Linked DNA regions of Macaca mulatta: region 2 is linked to region 1. The links are chromatin contacts, called in public Hi-C maps. All regions are on one chromosome and are shown on one strand. Each heading gives the region's core, a stretch centred on a gene start, on an enhancer-like site or on the middle of the called end of the contact. The rest is flanking DNA. Distances are from core to core; before and after follow the strand shown. Region 1 holds the start of TTC33 (tetratricopeptide repeat domain 33). Region 2 holds the start of RPL37 (ribosomal protein L37).

Evidence for each region. A called contact is a pair of places that touch in the nucleus more often than the background predicts.
Region 2: a Hi-C map of fetal cortex germinal zone shows a contact between it and region 1, with 2.6 times the contacts expected there. The contact joins the promoter of RPL37 here to the promoter of TTC33 in region 1. A contact is called at or near these places in 3 of 14 Hi-C or Micro-C datasets (fetal cortex germinal zone, fetal cortical plate and liver).

What each region holds. Positions count from the first base shown.
Region 1 is chr6:41,829,366-41,832,238 of T2T-MMU8v2.0, forward strand. It overlaps TTC33 (tetratricopeptide repeat domain 33), which reads right to left and starts at 1,390. Exons shown (of 5, transcript NM_001261196.1): 1 at 1,279-1,390. LOC114678771 (a long non-coding RNA gene) reads left to right here and starts at 1,473. Exons shown (of 2, transcript XR_003730295.2): 1 at 1,473-1,625.
Region 2 is chr6:41,909,860-41,912,786 of T2T-MMU8v2.0, forward strand. RPL37 (ribosomal protein L37) reads right to left here and starts at 1,378. Exons shown (of 4, transcript XM_001086649.5): 1 at 1,349-1,378; 2 at 645-780; 3 at 356-440. The coding sequence starts at 1,351.

The DNA of each region.
Region 1 (2,873 bases), core at 140-2,639:
ACCAAACAGTAGTATCAAGGGCCCACTACGGTGTAAAAGCATGAATCTGTTATCAAGGCCATTCGCGAAGTTTTATATTTTCTTCAAAAGTGTCTGGAAACCACAGAGTACAGTCAATTTCAATACACGGTAAGCGCTACAAGAGAGTAAACAAAGGATGCCATGACATCAGAGAAGGGACACTTGAGGCTTTCTGGAGGACTTAAGCTTTGAAGTAAACTTAGCCAGGCTTAAAAAGGTGTGTGAATCCTAGAACATGCAAAGCACTTTCTGCATTGGAAAATTTAACACTCCCAGTTGTTTCAGATATCTTAAGCCGTACGAGTTTATTGTTCCTCTGTGACTATCTGAACACGAAATGAAAACTTCTTATGAAGGAGGGTTTCCTAAGTCTAGTTAGAAGCCCAAGGTGCCAACATCCTAGACTTAACATTTTTTTACCAGAATAAGAAACCATGTGGGTAAACCACAATCACACCGGTTTCATGTTCATGTTAAACTCATGAAACCAGACAAATTCAACCTTTTATACAGCATTATATTTCAGGAATGGCATAACAACTCTAAACAACGACGCTGTATTCTAAATTCCTGTACTGTTACAATGATCCCTATAGTAGGCGCTCAATAACTGTTGACGGCTTGACATTTACCCAGCTGCCAGAGAGGGCTTGTCTTGACTGTCTGAGGATGCAGCACCCAAAGGGAAAAACCACCACATGAACAAGATCAGGAAAACACAACAGCATCCTTCTGGGTAGAAGGAGGTATTCAGAGGTGAGGAATCCAAGAAACGATTTACCAAAAAACGCCACCGCAAGAGAAAAACCAGTATTAGCGACTTTCCCTTCATTGGTCAACAATAATAAAAATGCTCAGAAAGGCTGCCCCGGACGTCACCTGCGCGTGCACGGACCGCCCCGGGCCGCAGACACCTCTCCAGCGGGGAGCGGCCGGCTCGACCCGCCCCTCCCACCGCGCAGCGAACGTTGCGGCCGCGCAGCCTGGCGAAGGTGCCACTGCGGGCCCGACCCCTAGACTCGCTTGTCCCTGGAGACCAACCCAAGCGAACAGGCTCTACCGGATTCCGTCGGGTTTCTACTCCTACTCCGAAGGTCCTTTCTGCCCCAATCACAGCACCCACTCGCCTCGTTTTCCTCCTCTTCTTCAGCTTCCACCGCCGACCGGGCAACCCCAGTTACCTGATAACACCTCCCAAGGCCCCGTGTTTACATTCTGGCCCACTGGAAGCAGAAATTATCACGCCCAAATTCCTACCTGCCTGCCCTGGATCCCTGGTTTCCTAAGAAACGGGTTTGGCCCACCCCGGGGCGTTCGAACAGTCCACAGAAGCAGGCAAAGGAAAGACGACTCTGTCTTTCTCCTCCGCCAATCCCTTCTCCGAGACCACAAATCCCAGAAGTCACCGCGGCCGCCCCCACCGCATGACCTTCTGGGATTTGTAGTAATCAGGGCCACGCGGCTGGGCGCGCCCTCTAACAGCAGCACCGAATGACCGCAGCGCAGGAGCGCGGGAAAATGAGGCTGCGCGGGGTGAGGAGCGCACCAGGAGGAGCCGCCCCAGCGGTACCGCGCAGCGTCGCGTCCAGTCAGTGGGGAATAAGGTGAGGGGAAAACGATTTTACGGGATTCAAAGGATTAGGATATGCTCCTGCCTAATAGCCTAGCTGATGAGGTCGGCCAGACGCAGAGAACAGCGAGGCAAAACTCGGTTATAAAGGGCTCGAGGCGGCGGGGCGGGGAAGCTGGTCAGGGAGGCTCCAGGCTGAACTGCAGCCTTCACGTGAAAGTTACAATGAGTTGGACTCGGAAGGCAGTATTACGGCCTGAACGTAGCTGTGCGTCATGTCTTGAAAATAAACGAGCACATGTAACAAAGGTAATCAAGATTGTTAATTTATCCAACTCTCCTGCCCAATACACTCGTTTTTGGAAGTCATGCTTTCTCAGCCTCAGCGCCATTAACATTTCAAACTGGATAATGCTTTGTTGGGGGACGGGGTGTCCTGTGCATTGTAGGGTACTTAGCAGCATCTCTGTTCTCTCCACGGGATGCCACCACTGGTCAGTTGTGACAGCCAATGGTTTCCCCAGACAGTGAAATTTCCCCTGGAAGAAAAACCACCCCTCCCACCCTGCCCCATTGAGAACCATTGATGTCGACCAACATTGTCCTGAGGGTCACCGACACTCTTTCAAAGCCAAAATTATTTTCATACTAATATGAAGACGTGATTTGCCCTTTGCACAATGCTGACGTTTGCACTGATGGTGGAAAAGCAACGGCAGGTCAAGGTGCTGGCGCCTCCGCAGGAATTACAGTAATGACACCATACCGTACCGGGAGCTCTTCTTCACCACCACACGCTCACAGTAGGAAAAATGGGCCGGGCGCGGTGGTTCACGCCTGTAATCTTAGCACTTTGGGAGGTCAGGAGTTCGAGACTAGCCTGGCCAACATGGCGAAACCCCGTCTCTACCAAAAATACAAAAATTAGCCAGGCCTGGCGGCGCGCACCGGAATCCCAACTACTCAGAGGCTGGCTTGGGAGGATCCCTTGAGCCTTGGAGGTCGAGGCTGCAGTGAGCCGAGGTCACGCCACTGCACTCCCGCCTGGACGACAGAGCGAGGCCCGGTCTCAAAAAAAAAAAAAAAAAAAAAATGCTGTCTCCAGCATAATAGTTACTTTATTACTTTATAATAAGTTAACTTTATTATAACCACCCTGACACTTAATATTCTTTGTAAAAACTTGGAAGTCCTCATAAAGTACTTCTGCTGCCTATTGAAGTATGATGTATCAAAGAAGAGCTATTGTGAGATGGCATTAACTACTTTTTGTCCTGGAACA
Region 2 (2,927 bases), core at 128-2,627, 80 kb after region 1:
AGCCCAGGAGTTCTGAGATCAGCCTAGGTCATGGCAAAATCCCATTCTCTACAATAAATACTAATTAAAAATTAGCTGGGCATGTGGCAGCTCACACCTGTAGTCCCGGGTACTCGGGCGGCTGAGGTGAGATCACCTGAGGCTGGGGAGACTGAGGCTGCAGTGAGCCGTGATCGTGCCACTGCACTCAAGCTTGGGCAACATAGTGAAGCCCTGTCTCAACAACCACCAAAAATAAAAATGCTTCCAACAACTCATCCCCAGTAACCATCAGGGTAGTGTTATTTTTACAAGTAAACACGAGGGTTTCATTCAAGCCCATAGGACCAATTATGATCGAACATACAAACTGTACCTGAATCTGCGGTATACAATTTTTAGGTGCCTCATTCGACCAGTTCCGGTGGTATTTCGTCTTTTAGCCTTGGCACTCCAGTTATCTAAAACAAAGTTCAGAAAAGATTTCAAACGGTTTTCCCCCACACACCTTGTAGGTATTGTTAACACACGAGTTTTATGCCACCTCATCGGCATACAGATGTACAAGTTTTAAGATAGGCACCAAATAAAGTTCAAACCTATGCCCCCACTTAAGTGCAATACAAACAAAAGCTAACACAGTTGGTCTGAAAAATGTTACTTACACTTTCTCTTGCGCTTGGCAGGGTAGCCACATTTGCCACAGGTCGACTTCTGAAGGTGGTAGGCCTTAGAGCCACAGCGGCGGCACAATGTGTGCGTCTTATTGCGACGCTTTCCAAACGATGACGTTCCCTTCGTCTGGACATTAAAGGAATAGATAATTATGAAACGCGGCAATTTCTAGATTTACTCGAGTTCTCCGGGAAACCAAGCACTGATAAAACCTAAAGGCAATCATAAAGGTCGGAACTGTGGGAGAAGACTCCACGAATTCCAAGTCAGAGACCACTACCAGCATTTCACGTTACCTAAAGCCCTCCACAAGAGTTGCAACGTTCTGAAATATACCTTATCTTTATAGACTCCGGCCAGACAGCATCACCAATGAATTATTTGTTACACACAGCCAAACATTCCCAAACTCCTTCCTTCAGCTCCCAAACAAGGCTAGAGCTATGAAAGGTCTCCAAAGGTTGTACCGAAGCAAGGGACACAATGCGGCTCTAGCTCCACAATTACGGCGGGATCGGTCCCCCAAGCACCAATTAGCAGCCATTCTTCTGGCTCTTGAGGGCCACTGCATGCCTCTTTTCTGCCCACCAGTTCCCCTTATCCGGAATCTTGCCAGACCCCCAAGGACAGCAGACAGGGAGGCACAAAGAACGAGGATGGAACGCGATTCACACAGACCCTCGTCACAACTCACCATCTCGCTTCTGCAGCCGAGACCAGAGAGACCGGAAGAGAAGGCACTTCCGCTATATCACGCTCAGAAGCTTCCGCCCAGGGAAGTACTTCCTGCGGAGGGCTGTGCAACGTTCCCAAGCGTCCGTCGCCGTAGTGTCGGTGGGGTCAAGAGGAGGATGCGGTACCAGGCGCGGCCAATCGCGTCTTCAGTGCCGGAAAGGTGGGTGGGACTCCCAGTTGGCTGGCGACCGGTTGGCCGAGTGTTCGCCTGCCCCGCTTGGACCGTGAGCGGCTTTTCGTGCCGCCGTTCCTGGTGCTACTGTTACTGCTGATCGGTTTCGCGCGTTAGCAGGCAGATCTGTTGCCGTACCGTGGATTACTGTCGTCTGGGCACATGGAGAACCTGGAATGCGTGGCTGGCCCTGCTTGGGGGTACACGCACCGACTGAGCGTCCCCGGCGTGTAATGACCGTGTGCGTCTGGGATCAGCCCTATTCAGGAGAAAGCAACTTCTCCAGCCGCCTCCTCATTCCGATCCCGGAAGCTCTTGGCCGACGCTGACTCTCCCTGTGAGAGGTCGCGAGGAGTACGGAGGCCTGGAGCTGGAGCTTAGGATGTAAAGGGAAAGGCAAATAGTGATTTTTGTTATTGTTGTCGTTACTGTAGTAAATCAGAGGCAAGTTATCTGATCCCATATTTCATTGTGCCGAGGAATCACACATGGAACTTGTTCAATGGTTTCCAGGGGCCTGGCCCCGTGGCTTAACGCCTGTAATCCCAGCACTTTGGGAGGCTGAGGCGGGCGGATCTCTTCAGCCCAGGCGTTGGAGACCAGCCTGGGCACATAGGGAGACCCTGTCTCTACAAAAAATTAGCCAGGCGTGGTGGCGCGCGCCTGCCATCCCAGCTACTCAGAGGGTGGAGGTGGAGGTCGCAGTGAGCTGAGATGACGCCATTGCACTCCAGCTTAGGTGACTGAGTGAGACTGTCTCAAAAAAAAAAAAAAAAAAAGAAAAGAAAAGAAAACTAAAAATAAAATGTTGCCGGAGCTGCTTTTCTTTCTTGGAGGTTCTAGGAGGGAGAATCTGTTTCCTTTCTCAGCTTCTAGAGACTGCCCAAACTCTGGTTTATTGCTCCCTTGCATCTTCAAAACCTGTGATACTGTAGTTTCCCTCCTGTTTCTGTAGGGTTTAAGTTCCACCACCCTCAGTGGATGCCTGAAACCACAATACCAAACCCTATATATACTGTTTTTTCAGTACATGTGTACCTGTGATGAAGTTAGATTTATGAATTAGGCACCATAAAAGATTAACAACTAATAGAGCAATCATAACAGTATACTGTAATAAAAGTTATGTGAGTGTGGTCGGTCTCTTTTTCTGGAAATACCTTATTGTCCTGTACTCACCTGTTTTTAAACCATGGTTGACCATGGGGTAACAAACCCTGAAATCCTGCAAAGGGAAACCTTGGATAAGTGGAGACTACTGTAGGCTTTCTCACATTGCATTACTGTTTATTCTGCATCCCTCTTATTCTTTTTCTTTTCCTTTTTTTTTTTTTTTTTTGTAGTAGAGACAAGATCTCACTATGTT